Linked DNA regions of Macaca mulatta: region 2 is linked to region 1. A link is a contact called in public Hi-C data. All regions are on one chromosome and are shown on one strand. The core of a region is the stretch at or near the end of the contact, and the rest is flanking DNA. Distances in the headings are between cores, read along the strand shown.

Region 1 (5,328 bases), core at 1,273-3,772:
TCCCTGTTGGTTACACTTGGATCCCTTCATGAAAGCCCTGATCCCCCTTATTACACACTAGATTCCCTCTGCAGCCCTACCCCCAAGTAGCACCCCCTGGAACCTCAACATACTCTGGTCCTCCGCGGACACAAGGGCACAATCTTTGCAAGGTTCTGATGCTTATTAGCATATTCCAGACTTTACACAGCTGACTCTCCCAATGGCACACATTGAAGAGCCTCTATGGCTCTAAACCCACATTAGCAACCACCAGAACTTCTTATATTACCCTGCTCCTTCCTAGTGTGCCCTCGAGACTCTCATTCCCTGTGTCCATGGACACACTCACACCTCACATCACCTTGACTCTTCATCCACTGAGCCTCTGACGGTGCTAAAACACTTCCTTCCCCACCACCCCTTCCCGGGCCCAGGCAGACACACAATTTGCATCTCCCTTAGGCCAGGCTCAGGTCTTCCACAGTTCTTCCTCCATTAGATACCCTCAGGATCTTCCTCCACTCTGCCCTCATTAGCATATACTGGGTCCCAAACTACCTAGACCTTCGAGGCCACAGGCATACACTCTCTACAGCCATGACCCTCACTGGCAGACACGCCTCACTCGAGTCCTTTAACTACCTGCCCTCCAAAAGCACACACTGCATTCTCACACACCGCAGGCCCCAGGGACAGACACGCAGCATTAACAGCATCCCGGGCCTCACTGCCACACGCCAGGCCTCAGAGCCCTGACCCCATCAGCACACGTTCTGGTACCTGTGCCACCCTGTCCCCCATGAACACACACCGGGCCTCTCCGCGGACATAACCCCTATGAGCATGTCTTGGAACTTCCTCGACATCCCCCGTTATACACCCTCGGGTCCCTCACCCGCTCCGCACCCCGCCCTCCTTCCACAAGCACACACGGGGCCTTGAACCTTACACGGCTTATTGGCATGAGGCTTACTGCCACATGCTCCGACCCCCATTAGCAAACCCCCCAAGTCTTTCACCCCATTGTCACCCATTTCCACACCCTTTGGTCCTTTGATTTCCCCTGCTCCCCATTAGCACCCACAGCACTTCCCACCCCAGCTCCCAGGACGGGCCCAGGGCGGGGCCAAGGTCAGGGAGGCCCCAAATGACCCCCGCCCCGGTGCATTCTGGGAAATTCGCCGGGGGTGGGGGCACCTGCCAGCCCGGCAGCCCAGACCCCTGGGCACCGCCCGGGGTGGGTTCTGAAGGAGGAGGGGCAGCCCCCACGCCTCGGGGACGCGCTCACCGGCGGGGGCGCGCGAGCAACCTCAGAGCCGCGGGGCCGGCGCGGCGGCGCCTGGGGCGGCGGCCCGGGATGAGGCCGCGCGACCTCCTTCTCCTCCTGTTCGCCGCAGGCGCCCGTCCCAGTAGTCTTCAGCCATGGTTGCTGGGCCCGGGCCGCCGCCGGCTGAGGAGGAGGAGGCGGCGGCGGCGGCGGTGGCTGAGGCGGAGGCGGCGTCCCGCTCAGCCGGCCATGAGCTTGGCCGCTGCGGGCGATGCCCCCGGGCTCGTTGGCGCCGGCTCGAATCCGAGTGCTCACGGCGGCTCGCGGCTCAGAGCCGGCTGATCGCGGAGTGGCGGCGGATCCCAGGGCCGAACAGCCAACGGCCCAACCGCCGCGCGCGCCGCGCTCCGCGCATGCGCACGCAGGCGCTCGGAAGGGTGAAGTAGAAAGGAGGGGACTCACCTCGGACTGCCTGTACCAAAGGACCCGTCCGCAGCGGGAGGGGACGCGGCCATCGCGAGCCCACAGGGGGATGCGGCGCCAGGCCGGGGACGGCACCAGGGAGAAGTGTGGAGGCTGTTTAGTACTCAGTTCCGATCTTGGCAGAAGTTTGCTAGCGCCTAGGTGAGCAGCGGCCAGTAACCTGGCGCGTCCATCACCACTCGCTCCCCCTACTCAGTCTCACTTGGTACATCCCCATGGTGGCAAACGGGACTTTTGCAAGGAGGAAAAAGAGAAATGAAGCACTCCGTTCTAGTCCCTTGAGGTGCCTGGGGAGGAAGGCATTTTAAAGGTTCGCGAGAAGATGACTTTTCGAGGAGAGGCAGCCTGAAGAGTTATTGGCCTTTACCACCTTACCTAGGACAGCCTATCCCCGCCCATCTGCCCCCCCAACCGCTACCTTATTCCCATAGTGAACGTGTACAGCCCCGCCCTTTGAGGTTGTCGCCCAGCCAATCGGATTTGCTCTCTGTGGCGAGGCTGAGCAAGAATAAAGGGCGTGGCTGACTGAAGAGGCGTGATTTCGCTTTCTACCCAACTCCACACGCCTCCGCCCGGGTTTCATAGGTTTTCTCCGTCAGCGGGGGTGGGGCCTTCTTTTTGTTCTGAGCTTCTCCTTCGCTATAGGCCGAATATTCCGCAAGGTGATTGGTCACAACTGCGCTCAATCGGGTCTCGTCCCGCCTTTAGCCCGCCCTCCATCTCATACAGCGGGCCTCCCGGGGTGAAAGCGAAGCTGAGAAAGGGGAAAGAGGCGGATCCTTAGAGGTGCAGGAGCCGCTACTGCGCATGCTTGGAACTTCTAGCCGGGCGGAGCCTCTCTTCTGCCTCACACGAGTATTTGCATAGGCGCCGTGCGTTGGATTTTCCTGCCACCTCTCTTGCCCGCCACAGCCCCGCCCGTGCCTTCCCTCACTCTGCGGGTTTTTTGTTTTGTTTTGATGTCAGTCAACACAAGTAGAACACTCCGCGATTTTATTTCCATTTTATTTATTGGGCGCCTGTTGTGTGACAAGCACTAACAGGTCGACCTAATCCCTCACTTCCTTCTGCCTGGAAAACCACACTATCCCCAAGTCCCGCTCAAAGGGCTGCAACCTCCAGCAGGCCTTCTGGCACATCCTTACACTACCCTGTTCCAAAGCAGCCTCCCGCCTCTTCCGGGCTTCCCTTTATGGCAGCCTTGGTCACACCAGTTAGGATTTTCAGTAAGGTTTATATTAGTGAAGATTTCCCGGGCCATGATGGGAGTGGAAACATTTGACAAAGACAAAAGTCCTCGCCTTGGCCTAGAATAGGTCCATCACTTCTCTGACCTCATCTCTTCCTCTTCTTCCCCCGACTCACTGCCACCATACTAGCGCTCTTTCTAGCCGTTTCTGAGTGAAACGGGCACAATCCAGCCTCAGGGGTTTTGCATTTGCTGTGGTTCCCTTTGCCTGGAATGCTCCTGCCCCACATCCACGTGCCTCATTCTCTCACTTCTTCCAGGTGCTTGCTTCAACGTCATCTCCATGAAGCCTTTCCTATTTAAAAATTCCTACCTGCACTGCCATCATTCCAGATCCCCAGATGGGGCTCTGTTCCTCGCCTTTTGAAGAACATTGATCAACTTCTAAGGTACAATTTGCTTACTGTGCTTATAGTCTGTTCTGGGTCTCAAGCTAGCAGAACATAAACCGCAAGAAGACAGGGATCTTTGTTTTCACTTTCTAGGCACGTGCTGTCTCACGTGCCTAGAAAGTGACTGGCACACAGCACGCAACAAATGTTTGTTGAATGCCTGCCAGAGCAGGCCAAGAAAATAAAATGATCAGAAGGAGGTGGGCAAATAGTTCCAGGCAATGACAAGAGAAACCTTTGTCCCACCCTATCCTTTGTGGCTGCTGGGTGCAGGGGGCTCGGTGCAATGACGCAACCCCCGCCTGCTGAGCCCTGATCTCTGGCTGGTGTTGTAATGGGAGACAAACTGCAGAGTAAAATGGAATGAGGTGGAGGGAGAACAACTAAGATGCAACCAGGATTCATGCATGACTCAAAAGCTTGTTTTGATGGAGAAGGGTGTCAGGTACGAATAAGGTGTCAAGGAGATCCAGGAGTTGTGGTAGGGAAGAAATGGAGCTGTAATGGGGGAGGTGCAGCGAACAAGGTGTCTACAGAGTATCTGCAAAGGAGCTGGCATACTGGAGAAAGAAGACAACAGTTGTGTTCAAGCCTCAGCTGCTGTAGTAGCATGACCAGTGGACTGCGGTGTGGTGTCTAGGATACTCTAGAGCAATAATGGGAAAGTTCCTGTGGTGGGAAAAACTTTCCACTTGACAGCATCACCACTAGATACCAAAGGGAAAATGCCTCTGTCCTCAATGTCCTATTGGGGAAGAAGAAACTGTGGAAGGATGAGGTCACCCACGCAGAGCAGGCCAAGAAAATAAAATAATCAGAAGGAGGTGGGCAAGGGCATATACTGTGCCCAGGACCAGGAACTACTGGCCCAGGAGACAGCAGATGTGGGCACAGGCTGTGATGGCAATCAGGCCAGTTCAGAACAGGTTGAGCTATTCCTTACACTCAAGTTTGAGTAGAAGAGTGAGGGATCTTGTTTCTAGTAAGGTAGATAAAATTACTGTCTGGTTAGTTGAGGGACAAAAGTATGAATGGATTCCTCAGGCACCAAGAGCCAGTACAATAGAGGAAGGCAAAGATGTGGCAGTGGTCAGACTGGTGCTTTCAATCATCTGGAGCGCTCAGCGAAGACCAAGGACAGAGCATGGTAGCTCTGCAGTTCTGGTGGGGCTGGTGTTGGGCCTCCTGCTACCTGCTCTAAGCGATGAACACCCCTCAGTCCCCATTGCCAGCTGTCTTTTCCAAGGTAGGAGGCTGAAGATCAAGGGGCACACAGGCAGACCTGGGGCTGAGGGGGGCAGCGTAAGACAAGCAAGGGGCTTTTCCTCTACCAAGGTTCTCAAATATTTCCATAAAAATTGCAAAGTATGCCTGCAGGCACTGGCATTCAGCAGAGCTGTTTAAGACACCCCTGCAGCAAGGAAATTGAACTAAGAGCACCACAGGCATTCCTGGTGCTGGGAACCATGACTACAAAAGGCTGCCCAGGGTCTGAGTGCTTTGAGCCAGGTGGGAGGGGATCTGCCCTAAGGACATAAGGCATGCTGGCCATGCCCTAGCAGCCTGGTCACAACTTTCCTCTTCACAGAGCAGGGAGTTAGGACATGGAGAAGGTGAGAATTGAACCCAGCTCAAATTAATAGTCACATGGACCCAAGTACCTGCTCACTGGCCTCACTGGTGCCTCCTTTTCTTCCTAGGCAGAGAGGGCAGGAAGAGGTGGCAATTACATTTCCTTTGCCCAGAAAACTGGCAGGTGTGGTGGGGCTGAGCCCTCTGAGTTACCATCTGAACCAGATAGTTCCAGGAAGTCCCTTCCTTGCCTGGAACCAGCAGGGCAGGCGACGTGGGAGTTATTAATTCTTTATTAGGATTCAGGTTTCAAACAAGGTAGAAGGCAGTGGCAAGAGGAGTTCAGGTAGGGGGATGATGAGGGAACACCAGACTTGGCTAGC
Region 2 (5,328 bases), core at 912-3,411, 130 kb before region 1:
AGACATGGTGGCAACACACCTGTAATCCCAGCTACTCGAGAGGCTGAGGCAGGAAAATTGCTTGAACTTGGGAGGCAGAGATTGCAGTGAGCCAAGATTGCGTCACTGCACTTCAGCCTGGGCAACAGAGCAAGACTCTGCCTCAAAACAAAAAAAAAAAGAAAGAAAGAAAGAAAGAAAAAAAAAGGCAGAAAGAAAAAAGAAAAAAATAATTAGGGTGAACATGAACACTGGAAAGAAATGAAAATGAAAATGTAGCTTTCTTGCCAATAAGATTATTTTATACATAGAAAACCTACCAGACTGCTAAAAGACTACTAAAATTCATAGGGTATAATACAATGTAAGGGGCTGGATACAAGGTAAAATTATAAAAGCAGATAGCTTCTTTTGTTTTTTTTTTTGTTTTTTTTTTTTTTGAGATGGAGTCTCACTCTGCCACCCAGGCTGGAGTGCAGTAGTGCAATCTTGGCTCACTGCGATCTCCACCTCCCTGCGACCTCCACCTCCCAGGTTCAAGCGATTCTGAGATTCTGCTACCTCAGCCTCCTGAGTAGCCGGAATTACAGGCGAGCGCCACCATGCCCGGCTAATATTTGTATTTTTAGTAGAGACGGGGTTTCACGATGTTGGTCAGGCTGATCTCGAACTCCAGACCTCGTGATCTGCCCACCTCGGCCTCCCAAACTGCGGGGATTACAGGCATGAGCCGCCGCGCCTGGTCAAAAGCAGACAGTTTCTCTCTACAATAACAACGAGCCAATGGAAACAAAATTGCATAAATAATGATAGCAAAAACTATATAAAATACGTAAGTGTAACTTTGTTGTTGTTGTTGTTTTTTTTTTTTTTTTTGAGACAAGGTCTCCCTCTGTCATCCAGGCTGGAGTGCAGTGGTGCAATCAAGGCTTTCGCAATCAGGCGATCTTTCCACCTCAGCTTTTTTTTTTTTTCCGTACAGACGGCAGTCTCCCTGTGTTGCCCAGGCTGTTCCCTCCTGGACTCAAGCAATCGCCCTCCTCGGCCTTCCAAAGTGCTGGGATTACAGGGGTAAGCCACTGCGCCCGGCCAGAATAAACATTTTAAGGAGGTGGGCCTATACGATTACAAAAAGAGAAAAATTTTGACTAATATAAAATAGTCGGCCTGGCGCGGTGGCTCACGCCTGTAATCCCAGCACTTTGGGAGGCCGAGGCGAGTGGATCGTTTGAATCCAGGAGTTCTAGACCAGTCTGGGCAACATGGCGAAACCCCATCTCCACTAAAAATATAAAAATTAACCGGGCTTGGTGGCGCGCGCCAGTAATCCCAGCGACTCAGGAAGCCGAGGCACGAGAATCGCTGGAAACCGGGGAGGCGGAGGTTGCAGTGAGCCGAGATCGCGCCACTGCCCTCCACCCTGAGCGACAGAGTGAGACTCCGTCAAAAAAAAAAAAAAAAAAGACGGTGTATACAACATATTCTTGATTGCAGCTAAAGATATTCTTAAGGAAAAGGGCATGCTCTTAAAATTTTCTTTAACAAAGAAAGGCTGAGCATTAATGAATTAACATTCAATTTAAGAAGTTAGATAAAGAGAAAACAGTACAGATAAGAGCAGAAATTAAAGAAATAGAAAACAAAGGTACATCAGAAGAGATATGTGATCAGAGGAGCAACAACGTCAAAAGTTGTTTTTTTTTGGAAAGGTTAATAAAATTAGCAAACCTCTGGGAATACTGATAAAGGAAAAACCCAAAGCGCACACTATTAAGGCTGGACATCAAGACACAGCAGGGAATCTAAAACCTGACTACTCCAGAGGCCCTCATCCCTGACACTCATAGATTCCCATTCATTAGGTTCTTTATTTCCCCACCAGTTGACACCACAACTGCCAACGCATCATCCCCCGAAGCCAACAAAGCTTCAAAATCACCTGAGCGACTATCACGCCATAAAACCTCGTGCACTGCATTTAGCGTCGCGCGCCAAGAAGGCTTAAACGGCCTCTGAGGGGGATTTCCGTTTCCTGTCCTCACCCCGACACTGCACCTTCTAGGGCTGTTGATTTTGCACACGATCAGTAGAACTGAGAGGTTGTAGTCTACTCACTGAACACAGCCCTGTTACGGATCGGCGGAGACTTGGTCCATGAGTGGCGTTGTCAGGCGAGGAATATGGCTGCGCTATGTTGTGTCTCATGGGGGCGGCCATCTTAGCACCCATTCCGTACAGTGGGCTGTTCCACAGAAGGCGGGGGCGAGAGGGCGTTCACGGGTAGAATCCTTCTAGGGGCAAGATTCTGGGAGAAGCTGGTCTTTGGAACTCGGTTCTATAAGTTTGGGCAAATTTTAAAGAAGCAGAGGTGCGCCTCCTACCCAGGGAGGATGGGGCGTGTTCTGATGTTCAAGGGATCCACCACTGGGCAAGAGGAAGAAGTCAGGGTGGTACAATCTCCCCCTTGGCGATACCACTGGGAAGAGGGGGAGAAATCAGGTTAACACAGGTGCCCGTCGTGGGCGATACCACTGGAGAAGAGGGGAAAGGAGTCAGGGTGTACAATCTCCCGATATGCTGCGGTTACCATGGAGAAGACTTGAACTCCCCCATCTCCATTACCCTCCTTGCCCCACTACAATGATAGTAGTTAGGAATAATAATAATAATAATAATAATAATAGTCTTTCATATGAACAACCAATGGTTTTTCTTTCCTTTTTTTAAATTTTTTTATTTTTTTATTTTATTTTTTTTTTTGAGATGGAGTTTCACTCTTGTTGCCCAGGCTGGAGTGCAATGGCACGATCTCGGCTCTCCACAACCTCCGCCTCCCGGGTTCAAGCGATTCTCCTGCCTCAGCCTCCGGAGTAGCTGGAATTATAGACATGCTCCGCCACGCCCGGCTAATTTTGTATTTTTAGTAGAGACGGAGTTTCTCCATGTTGGTCAGGCTGGTCTCAAACTTCCGACCTCAGGTAATCCACCCGCCTCTGCCTCCCAAAGTGCTGGGATTAGAGGCGTGAACCACCGCGCGGGGCCATGGACAACCAATGGTTTTTTTTAGCAAATTATCAATAGAAAAATGCTTAAAGCCCAGGCGCGGTGGTTCACACCTCTAATCCCAGCACTTTGGGAGGCTGAGGTGGGCGGATCACTTGAGATCCAGAGTTCAAGACTAGCCTGGGCAACATGATGAAACTCGTCTCTACTAAAAATACAAAAATTAGCCGGGTGTGGTGGCACACACCTGTAGTCCTAGCTACTCAGGAGGCTGAGGTGGGAGGATCGCTTCAGCCCAGGAGTTAGAGGCTGCAGGGAGTTATGATTGCACCACTGCACTCCAGCCTGGGTGACAGAGTGAGACCCCATTTCAATTTTTTTTTTTTTTAAGAAAAATGCTTAGAAAATGGCCAGGCGCGGCCAGGTATGGTGGTTCATGCCTGTAATCCCAACACTATGGGAAGGGGACGCAGGAGGATCACTTGAGGTCAGGAGTTCAGGACCAGCCTCAGCAAAATGACAAAACCCGTCTCTACCAAAAATACAAAACTTAACGGGTGTGGTGGTGTGCATCTGTAGTCTCAGCTACTCAGGAGGCTGAGGTGGGAGGATGGCTTGAACCTGGGAGGTGGTGGTTGCAAGTGAGCAGAGATCACGACACAGCACTCCACCCTGGTCAACAGAGTGATACCCTGTCTAAAAAAGAAAAGAAAGGGAAGAGAAGAGAAGAGAGAAGAGGAGCCTGGCGCCATGGCTCAGGCCTGTAATCCCAATACTTTGGGAGGCCAAAGTGGGTGGATCACCTGAGGTCAGGAGTTTGAGACCAACCTGGCTAACATGGTGAAACTCTGTCTCTTGTATTAGTAAAATATAAAAATTAACCGGCCGTAGTGGTGCGTGCCTGTAATCCCAGTGACTCAGGAGTCTGAGACACGAGAATAGCTTGAACCCGGGAGGTGGAGGTTGCAGTTAGCTGAGATCACATCACCGCACTCCAGCCTGGGTGAAAGAACGAGACTCCATCTCAAACAAACAAAAAATGTTATTGATCTTGGCTGGGCGCGATAGTCCACGCCTGTAATCCCAGAATTTTGGGGAAGGCCGAGGTGGGCAGATCACTTGAGACGAGCCTGAGCAACATAGTGAGACCTCATCTCTGCAAAAAATAAGCAAAATTAGTTGTGCATGGTGACGTGTGCCTATAGTCCCAGCTACTCAGGAGGTGAGGAGGTGGGAGGATCTCTTGAGCCTGGGAGGTCCAGACTGCAGTAAGCCATGACTGCACCACTGCACTGCAGCCTGAGGGACAGAGGGAGACACTGTCTCAATCAATCAATCAATCAAATGGTATTGATCTTGATTACTGAGTTTTTTTAATACCCCCTTACATTTTACACTTAAGGCAAATGCCTCCCTCACCTTACCCTAGTCCTAGCCCTGCAGAGAAACCTTGTTCTCTAAAATCATAGACTATCGGAAATTTTCCTGTTTGAAACAATATCAATAAGAATAAAACCGCCTACTCTTCCCTGGAGGATCTAAGCTACTGTGACACAGAGAAATAGCCTTGATTTCTGACCCAGGTGCAGAGCTTCAGATAATGGGTATCTGAAGTCAAAACTTCACATCTATGTTTAGTGTTTATTTTTTTTTCTTTTCTTTTTCTCTCTTTTTTTTTTTTTTTTTTTTTTTTTGTTTTGCTGAGATAGGGTCTCACTCTGTCACCCAGGCTGAAGTGCAGTGGCATGATCATAGCTCACTGCAACCTCAACCTCCTGGACTCAAGTGATCCTCCCACCTCAGCCTTCCAAGTAGCTGACAGACTACAGGCACACACCACATCACCCAGCTACCTTTGTTCGTTTTTTGTAAAGACAAGATATTACTATGTTGCCCTGGCTGGTCTTGAACTCTTGGGCTCAAGGGATTCGCCCACCTCAAGTGCTAGGATTACAGGCCTGAGACACTGCACACAGCCTATCTTTCGTGTTTCTTTTTTGTTGTTGTTTCTTTTTTTCATTTTTCATTTTTTGAGACAGAGTCTTGCTCTGTTGCCCAGGCTGGAGTGCAGTGTGTGGTCTCGGCTCACTGCAACCTCTGCCTCCCAGGTTCATGTGATTCTCCTGCCTCAGCTTCCCGAGTAGCTGGGATTACAGGTGTGTGCCAAGTAGCTGGGATTACAGGTGTGTGCCACCACACTCAGCTAATTTTTGTATTTTTAGTAGAGACAGGGTTTCATCATGTTGGCCAGGCTGGTCTCGAACTGCTAACCTCAAGTGATCCACCCGCCTCAGCCTCCCAAAGCGCTGGGATTACAGGCTTGAGCCACCGCGCCCAGCTTCTTTT

The links. A called contact is a pair of places that touch in the nucleus more often than the background predicts.
Region 2: a contact with region 1 is called in a Hi-C map of fetal cortex germinal zone, with 2.3 times the contacts expected there. The contact joins the promoter of ZNF157 here to the promoter of CDK16 in region 1. A contact is called at or near these places in 2 of 14 Hi-C or Micro-C datasets (CD4 T cells and fetal cortex germinal zone).

The regions. Positions count from the first base shown.
Region 1 is chrX:47,247,078-47,252,405 of T2T-MMU8v2.0, reverse strand. It overlaps CDK16 (cyclin dependent kinase 16), which reads right to left and starts at 2,522. Exons shown (of 17, transcript XM_077988606.1): 1 at 1,712-2,522. The coding sequence starts at 1,764. UBA1 (ubiquitin like modifier activating enzyme 1) reads right to left here. Exons shown (of 26, transcript XM_077988532.1): 26 at 5,221-5,328.
Region 2 is chrX:47,379,097-47,384,424 of T2T-MMU8v2.0, reverse strand. It overlaps ZNF157 (zinc finger protein 157), which reads right to left and starts at 2,161. Exons shown (of 7, transcript XR_013412807.1): 1 at 1,919-2,161. It overlaps LOC144338583 (a long non-coding RNA gene), which reads left to right and starts at 370. Exons shown (of 2, transcript XR_013412823.1): 1 at 370-618; 2 at 1,444-2,143.